Regions from separate parts of the Sus scrofa genome. Here region 1 is linked to region 2. A link is a contact called in public promoter capture Hi-C data. All regions are on one chromosome and are shown on one strand. Each heading gives the region's core, a stretch centred on a gene start, on an enhancer-like site or on the middle of the called end of the contact. The rest is flanking DNA. Distances are from core to core; before and after follow the strand shown.

Region 1 (6,978 bases), core at 3,166-5,665, 71 kb before region 2:
AAAACTTACAAAACTTACAAAAACGTAAACAATGTTAAGGACTTGTCATTAAAAATCCAAGGTGAAAGTGTGGGTGGGATAAAAATATTAATTTCACTGGCATTCTAATTCTTTACTGTTATTGAAAGCAATGCTAAAGTACATAATTTTAATTTGTAATCCCACTGACCTTTCTGAAGTATGACAAAGTACTATGGTATGGTATAAGTGCAAAAAGTTTAAGGCAGTAGTAGCTTCCAATTCATAGTGCAATTTTTCTGAAATTATTTTTTCCATCCGGTTTATGTCAGAAGCAGTGCATTTACACTGACTAATCCGGATGACATCGTGAGTAGATGGAATATTGCATTCTTCTTCAACTATTCTAGCAGCCAGCAAAAAACAACAGACTCCAATGCAAGACAAATGTTTAGGTTTCACCTGAAAAACAAAGAACAAAAAGCTTCTTCCAACAACCATCACTGATTTAACAAAACAAACAAATGAAAGTATACAGTAATGAGCCTCTCCTTAAGACAGAACACAATCAAGCTGCTTCCCTGTACTTAGCTTTATACACAATTATACTTAACTCTTCTTAATTTTAAACTGTCTTAATCTCCCGTTAAAAAATAAAAAAGACATTTTCAGCATTTAAATTATTTAATTTAGGGAGTTCCCCTCATGGCTCAGCGATTAACAAACCTGACTAGTACCCATGAGGATGCAGGTTTGATCCCCGGCCTTGCTCAGTGGGTAAGGATCTGGCATTGCCATGAGCGGTGGTGTAGGTCGCAGATGTGGCTCAAATCCCAAGTTGCTGTGGCTGTGGAGCATGCTAGAGTCGACCCCTAGCCTGGGAACCTCCATATGCCTGGGGTGAGGCCCTAAAAAGACAAAAAATAAAAATAAAATAATAAATTATTTAATTTAACTGCAGGTTAAAAAAGAAACTGTAACGCAAGTTCAAAAGCTAGGTTCTAACAGAGTTTGACTTTGTATTTCAAATTTATGAAATTCCAAATAGTACAATCTCCCCTCAAATAAGCCTTTCGACACCAAGAAAATACACTTTTTCCGATATAAAAAGAACATACTCTACTTATCTTCTTCTAATCTATTTAAGAATCATCCCATACTTCAATGCAAATTTCCCCAAGAGAGATATTGCATCAGATGTGCAGAGTGGAGCATATGTAAAAGCTGCCATGGACAGATGGCTGCCCTTTTCTTTTCGGTGCCCTGAAAACTGACCCAGCAGCTGACAGCAATCCACCGGCAGAAGAATCATCACATTTTTCTAACAGTTGCTGGTAATTGTTAATATGACTGTGGCTCCCTGCTTTGAAAAGCTTCTCATAGGGAAGGCAATAAGTCACCTTTAAACACACTGCTATCCTTCCATTTTGTCATGTTTCAGGTGTTTAAAAACACCGAGGCTCAAGAGAAACATAATAGGAGATGAAAATGTGAAAACCTTATTTTGAGAACTGAATAAAGAATACTTAAAAATCAGTAGTCTTCCTTTCGTTGTATCTTCAAAGAGAAGGTATATAAGCAGTACAGCAAAACCTGACTTAAGCTACACTTAGTTTTGTAGTCTCTTAACCTGGACTAAAGATCACAACTCTGATTAAAAATGTACACTCACTTGCCAAGTATTTATTGAATTCCCATAAGCAAGGCACTGTGCACTGGGTATAAAAAAAATGGAAGTTGTACTTATAAAAATGATTAAATACCTTCATAAGAGCCAAGAATCTGTCCAAAATATTGACAGCCAGGACAAAAGTTTCAGTGCAAGATCCAAAAAAATTGGTTAAACTCCTTAAATCTTCTACTTTGGCATTTCTCAATCTTGAACACAAACTGTTATCATTCTGCAATAAAAACCAAGAGCCAAAGTTTATGACTATCTTAGAACTTGAATGAATGGATAATACACACAGATTCAAATAAGGTGTTTTTTCCCCTTAATCTTCAAGAATATAGGGAACAGAGTGCTATCATTTAACCAAAGCACTACACTTTTTCAGATACAAATGTGTACATATCATTGCTTTTTAAAAGAATATATCACATGGGGAGTTCCCATCATGGCTCAGTGGTTAAGAAATCCGACTAGGAACCATGAGGTTGCGGGTTTGATCCCTGGCCTTGCTCAGTGGGTTAAGGATCCGGTGTTGCCATGAGCTGTGGTGTAGGTCACAGAGGAGGCTTGGATCCCACGTTGCTGTGGCTCTGGCGTAGGCCGGCAGCTACAGCTCCAATTAGACCCCTCGCCTGGGAACCTCCATACGCCCTGAGAGCAGCTCTAGAAAAGGCAAAAAGACAAAATAAATAAATAAATATCATATGGTAGTTCCCTAGTAGTTAAGGGTTGGGCTTTGCTACTGCCGTGACCCATGACTGGGGTTCAGTCCTTGGCCTGGAACCTTCCACACGCCATGGGGCTGCCAAATAAATAAAAAATTAAGGCAATCTTAAATACATATATATGTATATATATATGCACACATCATAAAAAACATTCTCCAATTCAATATAAAGCAAACTGTTGCCAAATTTCCAGAGGGTTATATAAAATATAATTCAGTCCCTTTGTAATGGACATACAGACGGCTGCTTGCCTGTTTTCTTAAAAAAAAAAAAAAAATCATTCAAGAGCCTACTATACAGTATTGCATAGCCAGAGGGTATTTCCACAAATGACCCGTTCAATTTCCAGGGAATCTCCAACCCAGAAGCTGCAGGCTGGGGGTGCCACATTTGAAGAAACACTTCCCTAGAGCTAGTATCACTCTCGTTCTTGCTAAGAAACAAAAGCATGACTCTGTATTAAGATATATCTTAGTACTCTAGGAAGACCAATTTTAGTCTTAAAAAACTTCGCAGCCTTTAGTCTTAATTCAACTAAAAAAAATTTTTTTTAAGTTATTTCCCCAAGTCGCGTCAGCGGCTAGAACAAGTTCTTTCCTGGGAACTTACCTCCGGAGTAGCCTCGATCAAGCTCAGCCCTTTTTCTCGAGGTTGGAATCTCTGCTCCTGTTCTAGGTAGAGGTTCAACAATCCGAGGAGCTGCACCCCTTCACGACCGGCCAAGTATTCTGCCCCCAAATCCTTCATCTGCAGCAAAGACACCACACACAGTTAGTCTATCCTGGGGGTGGCAGAGGTGAGAGGGGAAGCCACAAAAGAGCCGGGGCCAATACCTCCAGAGAGGGGAGCCCCGGTACACCCTGGCGAGGAGCAGGTTAGGGGACCAGTCACGTCCAGCCGAACCCCAGCGCAATCCTCCCCGACCGCCAGGGAGGTGTGGCAGGGGGAGGGCCCTTGGTCACGTCCGCCGGCCAGCGCTGGGTCAGACCGGCCAGCCCCGGCCTCCCCACTGTTTCACAAACAGGAAACTGTCCCCGGCGGCGGTGTCCGGACCATCCGCCACACCTGAAGTCGTGGGGGATGGGTTTCTGCCCAGTGGAACGCAGCAGGGACTCGGATGGCAGAGGGTCCCGGGGGCAGGGGCTTTGCACAATAGGGGGGAGGGGAGAGAAAGTCTCGCGACCGAACAAAGAACAGGAGGGAGGAGACTCCCGAGCCCCGCCTCTACCGCGGAGCTCGGCTCCCGAAGCCCCTCACGCTGGAGTCCAGCCCCCAAGCCTTCCCCATCCGCTTCAGTAGAGCCTACTCTGAACAGAACCCGAACGGGAGAGACCTCAGTCCCAGAGACCGCTGGGGTGGCAGGGCCCACCCGATCGGGGTCTGGGGACAGAAATCCAGCCCGCCCCTTGACCAGGAACACCCTTGCATCCACTGATGCCCCGATTCCGTCAATTCAAGAACCACCCCAGCGAGCTCCCGTGGCAAAATGAGCGAGGGGGATACACCAAAGAACTGCCTTCATTCAGTCTCCTCGACCCTCTATCCATCCTATCAGCATCTCTCCGCCCCCGGGCGCCCACTGCCCTAGGATTGAGGGCAGGACCGGAGTCGCTCCCCAGGCTGAGGACTGGGCACTCTGACATCGAACCCCGCAGTACCGACCATGAACAAAGAAACTCTGCGATTCTAGGTGGGCCCACTCACCGTGCTGGAACCGCGCCTCCACCAGCCTTCCGCGTCACGGTCGGGGGGACTGGGCGCGGCGGGTGCTTCCGGACCTATCTCCGAGGTCTGGGACCCGCAGCCTCAGCGGTGCCCCCGGACCGGCATCCGACCCTTCCCCCCTGCCGCCGCCGCCTCGGCCTCACAGACCCGGCGTCATCCCGCTGCCTGCGCGCCCACCCTCCGGCTGGGGCGCTGCACTGGCCCCTCTAGCCCTGCCCCACCACGGGCTCCACTGCAGCCGCCGCCACCGCGGAGGCCCTAGCAAACCCCTTGTTTTTGTTTTGAGTTTTCAACGCCCCCAAGGGGGCGGGGCACGTGACTCCCCGCGGAGGGATCTGACGCTGCCGCAACAGACTTTGAAAAATAGTTCCGCCCATAAGCCTTATCTCCAGCCAGCTTTGAGGCCTCCTCAGCTCGCCTTTGCTTTACTGAGCCACTCCTCCTTCTCGGTTTCAAGGCGAAGGATGGAATCTGGACATCGGCTTCATTCCGAGATTGATCCTAAGGGGGGGGGAAATGGTAGCGATAGGCATGAGGGGGCGGAAGGAGATAGTTTCTGGTCGCATTGCACCTTTTAAAGGTCCCCGATTTGTTTTGTTTTCGCTGTTTTGAAAAGTCCGCCCAAAGTAGCCGACTCCCTGATTGGATATTGGTGGGGCTAGCCGAATGCTGAAGCTCTGATTCACTCTCGAATCCGGATTGGCTAACTGATTGGCCTTTGAGCCCTCTGATTGGTTTTCACCGTATGCTACTCCTCTTTCTGCCTTGGGGCCTTAGCAACTCTGGGGTCTGCATTGCGCATGCCTGAGTGGACCGCGTAGGAGGAATTCCTTGACTTGGCCCGGTGGTCTTTCCCTTTCCTCCGCCCCCTCGGCTCTAAGCAGGGAAGTACCACTCTCGGTTCTCCCCTCCAAAGAGCCGGAACTGCTAGGTAACCTTTGTGACAACCCCTCCCACCACGGGAGGGTTTCCTGCGTTCCTTTTATAATTTGTTGTGCAGGTCCATTTTTGCGATAATCAAGTAAAATTTTCAGGGTACTTATTGAAATATTTGGGAGTAAAATGCTGTCATCTTTGATATTTGCTTTAAAGCTTTCCGACCGAGAGGGAAAAAAATGGAGGATGGGTAAAACAAGACTGGCAAAAAGCTGAGTTCTTAAAACTAGATGTGGGTACAAGAGGGTTCGTTGCACTATTCTTTCTACTTTTGTGCACCTTGAAATTTTTCCCTAATAAAAGTAAATTTTCGATGAAAGGACTTAAAAATTTACCTGTGCACATTGATGATGGCACGTAAACATCTAATAATAGCGTCCCTCCTGGGGTTGTAATTGTACTGTTGTTTAAATGACGACTCCAAGAGGCTTCCTGGTCCTTAGTTACCCATAAATTATCATTTATTGTGCATTATAATTAGCGTAGTTATTAAGAGGCGACACCTCTTCTGAGGCAGGGCAAAAAGCAAAGCAAAGGGTGCCTTGGGCAGGAGAAACTTTCACACGGAATATATGGGGGGATGTTGAGGCTCCTCTCTAACATTTATAGTTTACTTTTTCTCGCTTCAGTTCCTCGCTGGCTGCCTGCTAAAGGAGCACATTCTACTCTAAATAATCAATTAGCTCCAAGGAACTGATTTCTTTCCTCTTCTGTATGTTTTCTGTATATTGTTGTGCTACTTGTAAAAATATGCGAAGGCATGTAACATAGCTTTTGCAACAGCTTTCTCTTTTTTTCCAGAGCAGCTAAGGAATTAGATCCCTTTGCATATTGGCTGGGACTAGACTGAGGCGTCTGGAGCACAGGGCCCACTGGGGGAGGGGTGCTCAGAGCGAATCCTCGTATTCCAGAGAGGTGTGGCCTAGTACTGAGTTTTGGAAAATTTAAAAATTGCATTACCAGACTACTTTAAATGATTAACAGTTTCCATAATTTTACTCAATGTGTGTTTGATTTTGGAGATATTGTTAGAGCTATTACTTGTATATTACATAAACTTCTTGCTGGAAATCTGTGCTGAAAAACATAAAAGAGGGCATGTAACTAACATGGAAAAAAGAACTAAGATTAGAATTACATACATGATAGTTCCTTTTACAGTAAAGAGGCTCAATGGACAGAGCCCAGAGAGAAAACAGCTGGACGGGAAACATACACCCTGAAGAGAAAGGAGAATTGCACCAAAATATGAAGGAGATTGGGGACTTTTTTTCAAGTAGGAGGGCAAAGGTAGCAAAGGAACAAACCGGAAATGTCAAAATATGTGGCAGAAGATTTTTTTTTTGGTCTTTTCTTGGGCGGCACCCACAGCATGTGGAGGTTCCCAGGCTAGGGGTCTAATCAGAGCTGTAGCCACCAGCCTACACCAGAGCCACAGCAATGTGGGATCTGAGCTGCGTCTCCAACCTACACCACCGCTCATGGCAACGCCGGATCCTTAACCCACTGAGCGAGGCCAGGGATCGAACCTACAAGCTCATGGTTCCTAGTCGGATTCGTCAACCACTGGGCCACGACAGTAACTCCAGAAGATTTTTTAAATAAAAGAGAAAATAAATATAACACAAAAAAGGAGATTTGGAGACATTGGCCTTTGCCTAGATCACTCACTGTTACAAATCTCTACAAAATGTATACTACTTATCTCATAATTGTTGTTTTTTATGTATCTTCCTACGGGCAACCTCTTGAATGATGAGCAGTTCTCTCAAGAAAGCTTTGTAAATGGTGTCGAATTTCTTGCTCTTACAGGGCCTGTTGAGTACAGAAAAGACTGATTAAATTGTCCAATATGGAGCCCCCGTGTCCATTTTTGTCTCTTACCTTTTAAGATAAAACAAACCAGTCATTAAAAAATAATTGGTCCAGTAATTGAATCATCCTTTAAAAAAAAAAAAA
Region 2 (7,238 bases), core at 3,360-5,859:
CAAACATGTAAGCAGTCCATTTCTGATTATTTTTCTTGAAAGATTTCAGATAGCAAACCACTTTGTTCATCAACCTGATCCCCCTTAAGCAGTCCAAAGACTTCTGAAGGGGTCTCACTACATTGCATTTCAGAACAGAGCTTTTAGTCTGAGAGCACATAGCTTCTCAGCTTCCTCCTTACTCTACCACTCTGCATTTGAAGCAAGGCGTGTTTATATTTCAAGATTCAGTATTCCAGTCATGAGATAAAACAAGTGTAAGAAAATTTTAATGACCGGTTTTCAAGAAAAAATCAACTCTCCAGAAATACAAATATGAACTACTCACTAAAAATTTTCTTTGGAATATTTGTCCTAAGATTAAAGGCAAGCCAAAAATAACCACAGGGTGAGTATTTTGGTTCAAAGACTGTAGTGCAAGCCAGAAATACCCACAGGGTTAGACAGTAAAGGGTAGTGACTAAAAACACATCTCTAGAGCAACACCAGGTGGGTTTGAATCCTGGCTGTGCCCCTCTGGGCTGTGTGATCAGCCTTGAGGATTTACTTTACCTCTTTATCTTCTGGAAAATGGAGATGACAAAAACACCTACAGTAGAGGAATGCTATAGGAACAAACACAAGAGAAAGCGATAAAAGTGCTCAGTGCAATGCATGGTACACAGTGAGTAGTCAATAAATTTAAGTTTTTTTTAGTCCCAAATACCATGAGAAAGGTAGTTTATTTTTCATTTATTGGTCTTTTTGCCTTTTCTAGGGCCGCTCCCTTGGCATATGGAGGTTCCCAGGCTAGGGGTCCACTCGGAGCTGTAGCCACCGGCCTACGCCACAGCCACAGCAACGCGGGATCCGAGCCGCATCTGCAACCTACACCACAGCTAATGGCAACGCTGGATCCTTAACCCACTGAGCAAGGCCAGGGATCGAACCCGCAACCTCATGGTTCCTAGTCTGATTCGTTAACCACTGAGCCACTATGGGAACTCCTGAAAGGTACTTTATTTTTAGTATATAGGACAAAATATTCCTAAAATATATTTTTAAAATGAAAAAATATGAATTCCTTACCAACACAGGGATATTAATATTTTCTTTAATGCCTTCTTTATTGTCTCAGGGAATTGCAAAGACTTTCTATTTGCTACAACTAAAACAACTCATTTTTTAAAAAATAATATTCCATTTATAAAAAGATGTTGATTAAAAGTAAGGTCTTTTGGAGTTCCCCTTGTGGTGCAACGGAAACGAATCCGACTAGTAACCATGAAGTTTCTAGTTCGATCCCTGGCCTTGCTCAGTGGGTTAAGGATCCAGTGTTGCTGTGAGCTGTGGTGTAGGTTGCAGACGCGGCTTGGATCCCGTGTTGCTGTGGCTGTGGCGTAGGCCTGTAGCTGTAGCTCCAATTAGACCCCTAGCCTGGGCAACTCCATATGCTGCAGGAGCAGCCCTAAAAAACAACAAAAAAGGAAGATCTTTCCAGTGAATGGTGAAAAAGAATATCCATATTTTTGGTTAGGATAACTGGAACAGTTCCTTATCCACCTATTAATTACTTGTACTTATATTTATAGTATTCTAGACTAAATTGCCACTGGCGATCTCATGGGCAGTAAGAGTTTTAATAAAACTAAGTTTCAAAAAGGGTAAGTATGTACGTATGTAATGGAGAGTTTTTTTGTTTTTTTTTTTTTTTTTTTTTTTTTGACTTTCAGCGTCACCTGTTGTATCAAAAATTGCCCTTGTCCCTGTCCTTGACCACTTGGGCCTCTGTTCTCCCACTTCAGAGATCCTGGCTAGCCGAGGTAGCATTCAGGCGAGGCCCCTGGGAGCAGATGCTGAAACCAGCTATTTAGGCAACCCTTCACCATCTCTGTCGAGGAGAGTCCTGGGTTGGAGAACCACAAGACATTGTAGCTGCCATACTTGGGGGTGGTATCCCCTGGACTGGTTGGTGCCTGTAATGGAGAGCTCTTAAAAACTCTTGGTTATATTTTAATTGATTCAAATCCTCTGCCAAGCAATTTGGAAAATTGGTATTTATCAAACACCATAAAAATGTAAATGCTCTTGCACCCAGGAATAACCCAGAAAATGTTACACAGGAAGTTATTAATTGTATTATTTTTGTTTTTTCTTTCATTTTTTTGGTAATAGCTTTATTGAGATCTTACATCTCATGCAATTCATCTTTTAAATGTGCACACTTCAATTGTTTTTAGTATAGAGTTTACAACCATCACAATTAACTGTAAAATATTTTCATCAAAAAGAAACCCCAAAACTCTTACCTACTACTCTCCAACCCTTTCTCCGTCTTTGGTCTTAAGCAACCACTAACCTACTTTCTATAGATTTGCCTATTCTGAACATTTCATATAAATGGAATCATTATGCTAAGTGAAGGAAGCCAGCCACAAAAGACTGCAATTGTTTTCAAGGGTCATCCATGTTACACCATATATCAATACCTCCTTATTACGGCCAAATAACATTCCGTTGTGTAGATATGCCACATTTGACTTATGCATTCATCAGTTGGTGGATATTTGTGTTGTTTCGTCTTTTTCCCCATTATGAATAATGCTGTTGTGAAGATTCAAGTACAAGTTTCTGCATGGACATGTTCACATTTCGCTTGACTATATATCTGGGAATGGAATTGGTATGATTTCTCCCTTCCTTCCTTCCTTCCTTTCTTTCTCCTTCTAAATGGCCTCACAGCGTATGGAAGTTCCCAGGCCAGGGGTTTAATCAGAGCTGCAGCAACCCACCGTGCTGGGCCAGGGATTGAACCTGCACCTCCACAATGACTGGAGCAGCTGCAGATGGATTCTTAACCCATCTGGCCACAACAGGAACTCCAGTATGAGTCTTTTTTTTTTTTTTTTCTCTTTATTAAAGTGTAGTTGATTTACAATGTTGTGCCCCAGTATGATTCTCATAGTAAGTGAAAACCAGAAGTAATTTCATGGTCCAACAATGAATGGTATTATGCAGAAAAATGTTGCCTATATAGAAGGAAGACCATATAGCAATAAAGGTCATTTAAGAAAAAGCTACATGAAGTGGAAAAAAAAGCAAAATATGACCCACTTAAAACCCTTCCTGGGCTTCCCTTCCCTATTCTGTTTTAGGGACCTGTCCCCTGCCCCTGGTCTCACTTCTCTCCCCCTGAATTCTCTGAGGACCTGCTATATAAACTTTCAGAGATTTTTACAATGTCTCAGCTCTAGAGCCTTTGCAAGGTTGTTTCCTCTTGTATATCACTCTTTCCCCACTTCTTTGCCCAGTGGTTTCAAGTCTCATCTTAAATGTCTCTTCCTCACAGAACTTCTCTGATATCCCTAACTAGACTGGGAGTAAATGTTTCCATAGCAGCCTGCATCTTAATACATTTGATACTGGTAATTGTTTATTCAGTCAGTAATCAAATATTGAAAACCTTTTACATGCAGGAATACTGGGTGAAATAAAACATGTAAGATCTCTGCCAACCTAGACCGTATATTCTAGGGAGAGAATACAATGTTCAAGTAAGCAGATCAATGTACTGGGTGATTTTACATAGTGATAATTAGCTCAAGGGTTACTTTTGGTGTTTGAATTGTAAACTCTAGGAAGGTAGAAGCCATTTCTTAGTTATTTAGTTGCTAGAGCTTAGCACCTGGTCTGGCTCTATGAATAAGCTCAAAACAAATTTAAGACTGCTAAAACAGGCATATAACAGAGATGGAAAACACAAACATGACAACTTCTGTAAAAGGTTGAGTTTGAGGGGTTTTTTTTTCTTACAAAACTTTCTGTAATTTTACATATTCTTTTAATAACCAAAATAATTAAAAGATGAGCAAATGGCCAAAAAAAAAAAAAAGTCCCATTTTGGCATTCCCTGGTGGCTCAGTGGGTTAAGGATTCGGAGTTGTCACTGCTGTGGCACAGGTTTGATTCCTGTCCAGTGAAGGAACCCCAAATAAAACACTTATGTCACCAGACAGTCTTTAAAGACCTGGTAATAAAACCTACTCTGAAATACTCAGCCGTGTCAGTTAAGTAGACAGAATTCCCTTGGCACGTTACCAAGAAGGTACCCATGGCTGCCAGCAGTATCATTTCGTTTTAAAAGAGGTGTTTACTATTTACCCCTTAACTTCCCGATTTCTAATGCGCTTTAGAATCTCCCTCCACCCACGACGTGGCAGCGGAAAAAACCCGCAATTCTATTTACACGTCAATTGCAAGAAGAGAACAAGGAACTTTTCGCGAGGGCAACAAAGAATGCATGATCCTTACACAACAGACGTCAACCTTTTCCCAATTAACCCTTTTACAAACCCTAGACAAAGATAGGCTGGATCAAAAACAAAAACACCCCAAAACCCCACAAAAAAAAACACCCCAAAAAACAAAGAAAAAAACCAGGTAGCGCTTCGCTCGGCCAGAAAAGCATCCACAGAACCCAACCCCCCCAAACGGAGCGCTCCGTCGCGTCTTTCTTCTTCGGCGCGCATGCGCAGATTGCTCTCCGGCCACCTCACGCCTCTTTCTAAGAGCCAAGGAGGCACTTACGTCACCGTGAGGTCGAAGAGGAGCCCTTCCGCTCCTCCACGGAAAATGAGTCCATGCACCTTTAGCTTTTCTTAGCCCACAAAAAGCCTTCCCTTCTCCCACCCCGGTGCCAACGACTTCTCCAGCCCATTTCCAACAGTCCAGCTTTTTTCCAGACCTCTCCGTGCTTTCGTTGGACGGAGAAGGCACAAGAGAGGAAAAAAAGGGGAAACCAATTCACTCTTGTTTACAAGGAGTGAGCAAGTCTAGGGATCGGTCCGCGAGGGCGGAGCCGAGGGAGCCGGCGCTTCTTCATCCTTTCCCCTCCCTCCCCTGCCTTCCCCGCGAGCGGACGCGGCAGCGCCTCTGTCTCGCTTTTTCTTATTTTCCCCCCCTTTTCCCCTTCCTTTTTTTTTTTTTTTTTTTTCTTTTTCCTCCCCTTCCCCCCTTTCACCATTTCCCCTCGGAGGTGCTTCCCCCGGGCAGGGGCAGAGCCGGTCTCACCCCCCGCCTCTCCCCGGCCCCCGCCGCCCTATGGCGAGAGGGAACCCCCTCCCCACCCGGGCACAAGCGGCGGTTGGAGGAGCGGGACCCGCGGCGGCGGCTTCAGGTCCGGGGGCGTCATGGAACTAATTCGCTGACCGACCCACCGGCCGCAGCCGTGCGTCCCGCTCGAGCGCCAGCGCCCTCCGGCCCAATTCCCCCTCTTCTCCCTCCTCAGTCGGCCCGGTCCTCGTCACGCGCGCCCCGCCGCCGCGCGCTGAGAAAAATGAGGTGGTAACGGGCCCCCGGATGACCCCGCGTCACCACTGTGAGGCCTACAGCTCTGCCGGGGAGGAGGAGGAGGAGGAGGAAGAGGAGGAGAAGGTGAGGGGGCGGGGGCGGGGGGCTCGACGCGTCCCCGCGACCCCTGTGCGCGCGCCTTCCCCTGTTCCGCGTCGCCGCGCTCCCCACCTCGCCACCCCAGAAACCTTTCGGACGCCCGCCTGGTCAACTCGGCCCCTTCCCAGTTTGGAAAGGGCTCCGCTGGTTTCCCCTTTCGGGCCTTTTTTTTGTGTGTCTGCAAGTAACTTTTTTGTAGCACCAGCAAATTGCCTACTAGTGAGAGTTCTAGGCTCCGGAGCCCGTGGGATGCACAAAGACGGGGACACACCCCCACCCTTAGACCTCGGTGCTCGGGCGGGAGTGAGGGGAAGATGCTTTATAGTGCAGAGCCGGGGGCAGGCCAGATGAATGGGGTGACCCGCCAGCGCGGCGGGAGCTTGTGGGAGAGGGACGTTACCTAGGGTTTGCGTGGGTTCGGGCATCTGGAGAGGTGAGCTTTGAGTTACACCCCGAAGGGCATAAGAACACTCCAAAATTGAAAAGAAGGCCCTCTGCCGAGCCAGGGGTTCCACTGCAGATCATTTTGGCAGGAGTTGAGAATTGAGTAGCAAAATAGTGGAAGGTATCTCTTCCGAGGGCGGATGGAATGTGAAGCTCTTTGAATGTCAGACCAAGGTATTCAGCTTTTATTCTGTCACTGGGAGCCATCAGCGTTTGAGCTGCAGCAGTGTGACATGATGATAACCCTTGGAGGGGCTCATCGGACAGGCATCATTCTGAGTGGCTTGCAACCTATTGAATCTTCACAAGAGCAGATAGTTGAGCGTTTTTACAGATGAGGGAAACTGAGGCTAGGCTTCATAAGATTGACTTTCCCATTAGGTGACTGCTGGAACCCAGTGGCCAGAATTCCAGCCCCAACAGCCTGACTATGCTATGTAGTGTCTGCTGAAATGAGAATAGCGTTAGCTGTCTCTAGCCATTCCAGGTCATTTGTGGCAGATGAAATAGAAGGGAACCGGCAAATAGATGATGGATAGGATTTAGATTTGCTAGTCTGGGACCAGACACATCAGAGATTCTGAGGAGCAGAAGTTTCTTAATACTGATGAAGAGCAGACTGGTAGTGATAATCACCTTGTGTTGGGAAGGTGCAGTGGGGATGATTTGCAGTTACTCTTAGGTAAGTGAGTTTATCTAGCAGTGTGACATCCTAGTCGTTTAGAATGGAACTCAAGATTGGAAGCTTAATATGTGTGTACATGTTTTATTCTGATTGTATAATACTTTAAAAATGAAAAGCATTCACCTTTGTGTACGAATTCATCTTTAAAAGGGGCTTGAAAATAATACTATCCTTTATGTTCGAGTATTAAATGAGTTAATATGGCGTAGTACTTTGAACAATGCCTGGCGCAGTAGTAAGCATTCATTGTTTTTAGTTGTTAAGCTCTTAACAAGTGTAAGCTACCAGGCACAGGGCTCAACTCTGGAGAATGTCTGCCATCAAGGAACTCATAGTAGGAGAAACCAGACTACAAATAATCAGTTATCATGGAGCAATTAAATGCAAAGGTAGAATTATGTCCAAGTACATATAATGCAAACCATTGCTCTGTAGAAAGGAGAGTGCAAGCTGGAGAAGGACATTTCAGTTGAAAAACAATGTGGCAAGGTGTGGAAATTGGGAAAGAGCAGGCTATTTTGGAATTACAGGTACCTGTAATTCATTATTAGGTTAAGGGCTTAAAGTCAGGGAGGTGATACTAGAACATGAGGCTTTTGTGTGGTCATATTAATCCCTCTTTTTAGAAGTGAAGTGAAGATCTGCAAACAGCACCGGCATCAGTATTATTAGTGGAATTGGT

The links. Promoter capture Hi-C pulls out the DNA fragments that hold promoters and counts their contacts.
Region 1: a contact with region 2 is called in a promoter capture Hi-C map of liver, with 5 times the contacts expected there. The contact joins the promoter of CCNG2 here to the promoter of CCNI in region 2. A contact is called at or near these places in 3 of 5 promoter capture datasets (fetal liver, fetal skeletal muscle and liver), 27 of 47 Hi-C or Micro-C datasets (alveolar macrophages, blood, brain and 13 more) and 2 of 2 datasets of contacts at active chromatin or transcription factors (alveolar macrophages and skeletal muscle).

Annotation. Positions count from the first base shown.
Region 1 is chr8:72,787,831-72,794,808 of Sscrofa11.1, reverse strand. It overlaps CCNG2 (cyclin-G2), which reads right to left and starts at 4,415. Exons shown (of 8, transcript XM_003129100.5): 1 at 4,063-4,415; 2 at 2,968-3,105; 3 at 1,722-1,859; 4 at 170-420. The coding sequence starts at 3,105. It overlaps LOC106504701 (a long non-coding RNA gene), which reads right to left. Exons shown (of 3, transcript XR_001298375.2): 3 at 6,536-6,834.
Region 2 is chr8:72,716,678-72,723,915 of Sscrofa11.1, reverse strand. CCNI (cyclin-I) reads left to right here and starts at 4,609. Exons shown (of 7, transcript XM_003129097.6): 1 at 4,609-5,412.